Linked DNA regions of Mus musculus: region 2 is linked to region 1. Evidence: chromatin contacts called from public ChIA-PET data. All regions are on one chromosome and are shown on one strand. Each heading gives the region's core, a stretch centred on a gene start, on an enhancer-like site or on the middle of the called end of the contact. The rest is flanking DNA. Distances are from core to core; before and after follow the strand shown. Region 1 has its middle 42 kb from the start of Qpct. Region 2 has its middle 75 kb from the start of Atl2.

Region 1 (3,496 bases), core at 23-2,522:
GTTGATGGTTCGTGGTTTAAGCAATAACAGGCAGCAGGAAAATAAGTCTCACCAGGAATCTGAATGATAGCTGGCATTGCTGTGTGCAGAATTATAAACTGAAGTGATTAAGCTCCTTTTAAGGCAGAGTGAAATTAATAGGAGATCTACTATAATCTGTTGAGTTGGCATTCATGGAATTATTTTAGAGGGGGTTGGAGGATATGTTGAAATGGGATACGGGAGAGCAAACACTTAAGCAGCTTAACGCAGCGAAGGCTTGCTTCCTTGCTTTGAACTGTTTTACTTCACCAAGAGTCTATGTGAATCTAAGAGGAGCAATCATGAGGTCATAAAGAGAGACACTTGGGGCAGGGATATGTTTTGTGTCATCCATGCCAGTCAGAAACGTTACTTTTTGAGAAACACAGCTGTCACGGAAGTGCTACATACACACTATCCTGGGTTTGGAATTTTAAAATGTGCATTTCGGAACATTTTACAACCCTTAGCGGAACAATTTGTATGTTTTGCCTACGAGTGTTATATATATGGCTATTTTTCTGCTTCAAGAGAAGTGAGTTCAAAGGAAAATATCCATAAAAGTGTATTCATAACTTTGGTATCTAAAAAAAAAAAAACCACGAGCCTGTTATTGTAGCTTGAGGGCTGTTGCTGGTGGAGAAAAGACAGATCCTTACAGTGGAGAAATGTTTTAGACAGAAACCAGTTGCCAGAAGAACAAAGCAGACCATGTTTGCAGCCTGGGCTCCAGCTCCTTAAACAGTGTATTTTGTGAAGCTTCTTTCAGGCATCAAAGAAACGCATTGATCACGGTGCTCCAGCAGAAATCATGTGAAAAGCTGATCATTTGCCCCACCAAACCAACTGGAAATTCATTTACTTAAAGGGGCTATGGACAGGGTTCTTGATTCTTTCATCCTTTAATATGAGAATTGGTTATATTCTGCTCTGATGAAGAGAACATCTGAGTCCCTTTGGACGATCTAAACCTGGGGAATGAAGGTACAGAGATCACGGGAATCAAGGGAAAATGAGGGAAACCATTCAGTAACTTAAAGCCAAGGTGATGTGGGCTGTTACATGCATTTTCTATCCACAAAGGCATGGGTATTCTTCACACTCAGGCTGCCTGTCTATGTGAGGTTTCAAAGATGAAGGTAAGAAAATTGAGGTTTCTCTCAGTTTCGGGGTTACTGTCTATATAGCCTGAAACTCTAAGAGTAGTTTTGAAGTGGTTTAACTTATTTCCGTCTTAAGCTTTACTGCTCTGACACCCACGGTTTATCTTTCAGCCTTCAGAAAGTAAAATGATTGTTCTGCTGCATGAAGCAGAAGCCATGGTATAAAGTCACTGTCACAGGGAGGAGAGATGTTGGTTAGCTAATTGTGTAGAAGGGTGGTAGCAGATACTCCTCAAATCCTCTTACCCATGAAAACTTGCTCTAGAATTCTGGCAATACATCTAACAGCAATAATTTGTGACAGTTTTGAAACAGGCTGGATGAAAGGACTGCCTGTCGTGGCTGAATCCCTCAGCCTCAATTTGGTTGGCATGCTCACGCAATGTGAAGTCACTGGATTGTGCTCATATTTCAAAGGCAACACATGGAACATGGCCCAACTTCCTGATATATACAAATTTGCCAGTGGAGAGTTTAGACTATTTGAGAATCAATATTAAGATCACATACTTGCCAAGAAGAGAAAGCAAAGTAGCTTAAAGCAAAACCTAGCCCCTTCCCCCCCCAAAAAAACCTCAACGTTACAAACACTATGCAAGTAGCAAAAGTAAAATTTAAAACTGATAAAATATGAACAACATCACTTATAAGTAACCCAGGAAATGCTTCTGCCTCTCACCCACTTAACACTGCTGGCACAAAAGGTCCTTGGCACGCATGGATTTAATAGTTGTGGGTTTGGCTAAGCAAGACTGACATGTTGTGATTTATGTTACTGGACCAATCGATGTAGAGATGGCGACTGAGGGAGCTGACTCCCAGCCATCGATTTTACTGCTGTTCCTATGATGCCTGCAGGAGCATTTGGGCTCCTTTCCTTGTTAAAAATCTATCTCACATCTATCTCCCAAACTAGATGATCTTGCTAGAGACAAGAAGTGTAGAACAATGATAGATGCATGCATTAGGTATGTAACTCATCTTCATCTTCTACTGATAGAAGGACTAATGGTATTAAACTCACCGAGAAGAATCTCAGTTTTATTTCTTTTTAGTGAGACTAATTATATAAAACAAAGGTAGTTAAGCATCTAACGAACTCTTTTAAGGATGCTAATGAAAGCAACTTGTTGTCATCCTTTTTGATAGGCTTACTTATGATGTTGTTGTTATTATTCTCCTTTTCTAAATACATAGAAATTAGAGCATTCTCTGTCAATGCTATGATTGAATTTTAAGGACTTGAATTTATCGATATATGACAGAGCTACTTTTAGGTTGGTTATAAAAGCATCAGAAAAAGCTTCCAGAGTGTTTTCATCTTGAGAAAGAAGCACTTGGGTAGGGAATCTCTCTCTCTCTCTCTCTCTCTCTCTCTCTCTCTCTCTCTCTCCCTCTCTCTCTCTTTCTCTCTCTCTCTCCCCCCCTCTCTCTTCCTTTTCTTTCTCCCTCTCTTCCTCTCCCCCCTTTCTGTATGTGTTGGAACATGAAGGTATTTGACTATATAGGACAATTTGCACAAGAAGGAATTTTTCTATCTCTATGCATCATCTCATGACATCATCAATAAGGAAAGTTGACTAGTTTTCAACATTCTAATTTTAGAGGTTTAAAAATGTAGGACTCTGAAGAGTGTACCCAGAAAGGTGAACTTCCCTGCCACCAGAAGTCAACAGTGATGGAGGAGACATTGTCCAGACACCATTTCTAGTCTGGTAGACTAGAAAGCTGAAGACTGAGGTCAGTCAGCTCAGGAGGGAAAGATTTGTTGACTATGAGAGTTTTAGTCCAGAAGTTCTGTTCAAATTCCTAGTTCATTCAGTATTTTGTCTCTTAACTTCAAAAACACCTATTTTGATAGCATCCCTCAGATGTTCATAAATATTATCAAGCTGATGTAGAGTAACCTGGGTCATCCATCAAGGTCATTGTCAGACCATGGCAGGGGCAGAGCTGAGTTGATATCATTAGTCAGGGATTGAATCTGACTTTGTCGAAGCTGAAAACTGGCCTTAGAGATCATCAACACCACAATTTTTGACTTCAGCTTTTGGATTTTTTTATTCTACATTCTTACCTTTCCTTCAGCAGTGCAGTGTGCTCCAAATTGGACTTAACCAAGACTGAAGAAGGCTCTGGTTTCTCCAGCCGCTGCCCAAAGGTGACACAGCTTGGACATACAGACCTTTAATAAAACACTTAAATAGATGAGCTATATGAAGATACCAAGGCTTAGCTGCTGACCTCCCTCCAACTGTCTGCTCCGAGGAGCAGCATTTCCAGAAGAGACAGATATGGAGACCCTGGTGCAA
Region 2 (3,561 bases), core at 704-3,203, 730 kb after region 1:
AGAGTGCATTTACACCACAGCTGCTCTGCTGCTCGGCTGCTAACCATTGTCTTTTTACAAACTAACTTTGTTACTCTAAAACACAAGCTATACAATTCACTCTTCAGGGTTGTACTGGTTAGTTTTGTGTCAACTTGACACGGCTGGAGTTATCACAGAGAAAGGAGCTTCAGTTGAGGAAATGCCTCCACGAAATCCAGCTGTAAGGCATTTTCTCAATTAGTGATCAAGGGGGAAAGGCCCCTTGTGGGTGGGACCATCTCTGGGCTGGTAGTCTTGGTTCTATAAGAGAGCAGGCTGAGCAAGCCAGGGGGAAGCAAGCCAGTAAGGAACATCCCTCCATGGCCTCTGCATCAGCTCCTGCTTTCAGACTTCCTTGAGTTCTAGTCCTGACTTCCTTGTTGATGAACAGCAGTATGGAAGTGTAAGATGAATAAACCCTTTCCTCCCCAAGTGCTTCTTGGTCATGATGTTTGTGCAGGAATAGAAACCTTGACTAAGACAAGGGTTCACACCCAGTGTTTGGGAATTTTCACACAGCTGCACAAGCACTGCCAGGATGATTAGTAAAGTGCACTGCCCTTAAGAACACAGGCCACACTCCTTAGCAGTCTCCCCACACTGCACCCAGACGCTCACTTTATCTCTTTGCACAGATTTGCATGTTGTGTGTAGTTTTATGCTACTCCACTTTAGTTCTGGGAAGTGACCATGCTACCAGCCCCCTCCAGCTTCCCTTGAATCCACGGATAAAAGACACACACACAGAGTTGTTCATTTTCAACTTGCCTTCTTGGCACAATTGCTGGGCAATGCTATCTCCCGCCTGGAAAAGCATGCCCTTATCCTAACTCTTAGCTCTGCTCCTCCTACCTACCCTAACGTTAGTCAGTCAGTTGAATCTAGTCCCTGCTAAACATCTCTGACCACCTGCCTATAGGAGCAGCTACACTCTACCAGGCCTTACATGGCTGCCTGGTTCTCCTCTCTCCAACGCCTGACAAACTCCCTTCTCTCCTTCCTTGCATCTCCCTATCCCTCCAGGGACCCAGAACTGTACCTTTTGCCCAACAATTGTCTCATGGCTTTCTTTACTGACAGTTCAAGAACCAATTGGAGAACAGGATCTTAACATCAGACCCGCCCCTACACCTGCATATCCCAGGTAATTTATACTAACAGAAATAGCTAGTGTGTGAGTCTCCCTGGCTTGCATCTTTTCATAAGTATAACATTTGAAAGGCTCATTGCTATTTTCATTTCTTCTTCTTGCAGTACAACACCCCGTCTAATGACTATCTCCCTCTGTATTTTGTAGTCATTCATCTGTGAGTGGGGATTCGAGTTGTTTCTATCCTGGAGTTGTGATGCACGATGCTACAATAAACACTCATACACAAAGTTTGAGGGTTTCTTAAAGGAGAGGTTCATCTTGGACTGAGAAAGTCCATGTTTTTCTTTCAGATATTTCCCTGTGGTATTCTGAGATACAGGTTAAAACCTGCTGGCTTCTGTCTCTGCTGCTGTGGATTTATCATTTCTTCTACTGCAGCGGTTCTCAACCTTCCTAATGTTGTGACTCTCTAATACAGTTCCCCGTGTTATGGGGACCCCAACCATAAAATTATTTTGTTGCACTTCATAACTGTTATGAGTCATAGTGTAAATATCTGATATGCAAGATAGCTGGTACGTGATCTCAAAGGTTGAGAGCCACTGTTAAGGAATAGCAATGTTACACAGCCCCTCAAAATACAGCAGAGGGGAAACATGAGTCTTTATTTGAAATATAAATTCTCAGATTAATCATGATAACCACAGGCTCCATAAATCTAACTTTCTTTCAAAAAGAAAACCTTGCTGTGTGTGTTGTATTTCCTCAAAGAATCTGTTTACATCTGGGGCTGTTTGAAATTCTCAAAGCTTCATTCTTCCAAGGCAAGGAAATTGAAAGTGAAAGTTTCTGAGTTTATCCTGTTTCTTAGATTCATTTCTACCTCTATCACAGCTAGCAACATCCATGCCATTGTCCAAACAGCCAGACACAGTTACCAGAGCTTTCTTAGGGCACATAGGGGAGGTGGATTCCATAACTCCAGAGGGATCTGGGCCATTTCTAGTTTGTGTTTTGCTTTGTTGTGTTTAAAGCAGAGGTCAGTAGACACTAATGCTGTGTTGCTTCTCTAAATGCTCTGCATTTGCCAAAGGCACACAGGTCCCACAAAGTGGACAATGTTGGGAGAAACATGCGTAAGAGCTTTTTCCAAAGCTAAATTCTAATATGTGGGAGATAAAATGCAGCTATGTAGGCCAGAGCAACTTCCCCAGATGTTAATCTTGCCAGGGTTTTCCCCCACACAGGGCATGGGTCCCTTCTTCAGGAAACCTGACAGTAAAGACCCCAAACCTCCCTAAAACCATCCCTGGACAGCAGGGTTCTCTCTTGTCTCTTTGCCTTCCTATTTTGTGTGGGGGGCAAAGGTTGGTCTTATACCATTCAAAACTTCATTTTTAAAGCACTCAGCCATTTCATCTTCTGCCTGCCTTCCTCATTGACCATGTGGGTGGGTCTCTGCAGTTTTCCATCATTGACATTACTATTTCCCTTGTAACTGGAAAGTTACAAACATCACAATTTCAGTCCCCAAGAAGCAAATGTGTGACCCAGGCTGTTCTTCCTCCCTCCCATTCTAGCTGTCCATCTCTTTATCCACATTTGCTTTAATTGATCTAGTTTTACATCATACCTTGGGTTCCTTTGGAGCCAGTGTCAATACATTTTTTCTAAGTTTCTGTCTAAGTTTTCGATCATAACTTCGTCTCCCAGCACCCATCCTTTGTAAATATCTAAATTCTCTCCACTTTAACATGTTCCTCCTATGGGAGGAAAAAAAAATCTCCGAAGCAAGCTATCTTACCCTATGCTAGATTCTGAAATTAGCACTTCTTACTTCTTATCTTATATTGAACGCAAACATAAAAGACCCTTTCTTTGCAGTGTGTGCAATTTGAAATCATCACTCTGGGTGACACATGAAGAACCATATAGCTAGAGAGATTAAACGGATGCTGTAGTGCCACCTACACAATAAAGCAGAGTTAAGCCTTAGACTCAGGCCAAACCCTGAGACTGCTTAGAATGTAAATTGTATAGTGTATAACACTACTGTTGTTATGCTATAATTGAGTGTTGAAGTATGGCCAGAAGACAGTGTCCAGGACTGAATAAAATTCCAGAGGCAAAGCAATTAAAGATTGAGCTTGACACACTGTTACAAGTAGTTTTCACAAGACCCTGAATTGATTCTAAGTGGGTCTATCTGAAAAAACAGGACAGACTTCTTAAGTAATGAAAACGTAAGACTTCAGAGTCTGGGTAAACACAACTCTAGAAGAGTTTCCATGTGTTTATATAAAAGGCTGAATACATGGGAGAGAATGGGTGGGCACAAGGTTTGGTTGTACAGGTCTGTGAGGAGCAGGTGTGGCAGCAGTCCCAAGATGGCACCTGGGACTGCAGCCAAGTCTTATGACTTGCACCTGACTTCCTCATACACCTGA

What was found. ChIA-PET counts read pairs in DNA pulled down with a chosen protein or histone mark.
Region 2: a contact with region 1 is called in an RNA polymerase II ChIA-PET map of memory CD8 T cells, with 5 read pairs. The contact joins two enhancer-like sites. A contact is called at or near these places in 17 of 484 Hi-C or Micro-C datasets (the C2C12 cell line, Th1 cells, bone marrow-derived macrophages and 12 more), 2 of 115 datasets of contacts at active chromatin or transcription factors (T-cell acute lymphoblastic leukemia and memory CD8 T cells) and 1 of 9 other capture datasets (embryonic stem cells).

Annotation. Positions count from the first base shown.
Region 1 is chr17:79,092,214-79,095,709 of GRCm38.p6, forward strand. No RefSeq gene overlaps it. Among named protein-coding and RNA genes, the nearest start is that of Qpct, 42 kb to the left of the region's middle. Within about 2 kb of position 1,273, at least 29 of the 459 cell types and tissues checked have an H3K27ac peak or open chromatin away from gene starts, as enhancers often do. A contact at or near this core is called in Th1 cells and memory CD8 T cells, where this site is marked.
Region 2 is chr17:79,819,303-79,822,863 of GRCm38.p6, forward strand. No RefSeq gene overlaps it. Among named protein-coding and RNA genes, the nearest start is that of Atl2, 75 kb to the right of the region's middle. Within about 2 kb of position 1,954, at least 21 of the 459 cell types and tissues checked have an H3K27ac peak or open chromatin away from gene starts, as enhancers often do. A contact at or near this core is called in Th1 cells and memory CD8 T cells, where this site is marked.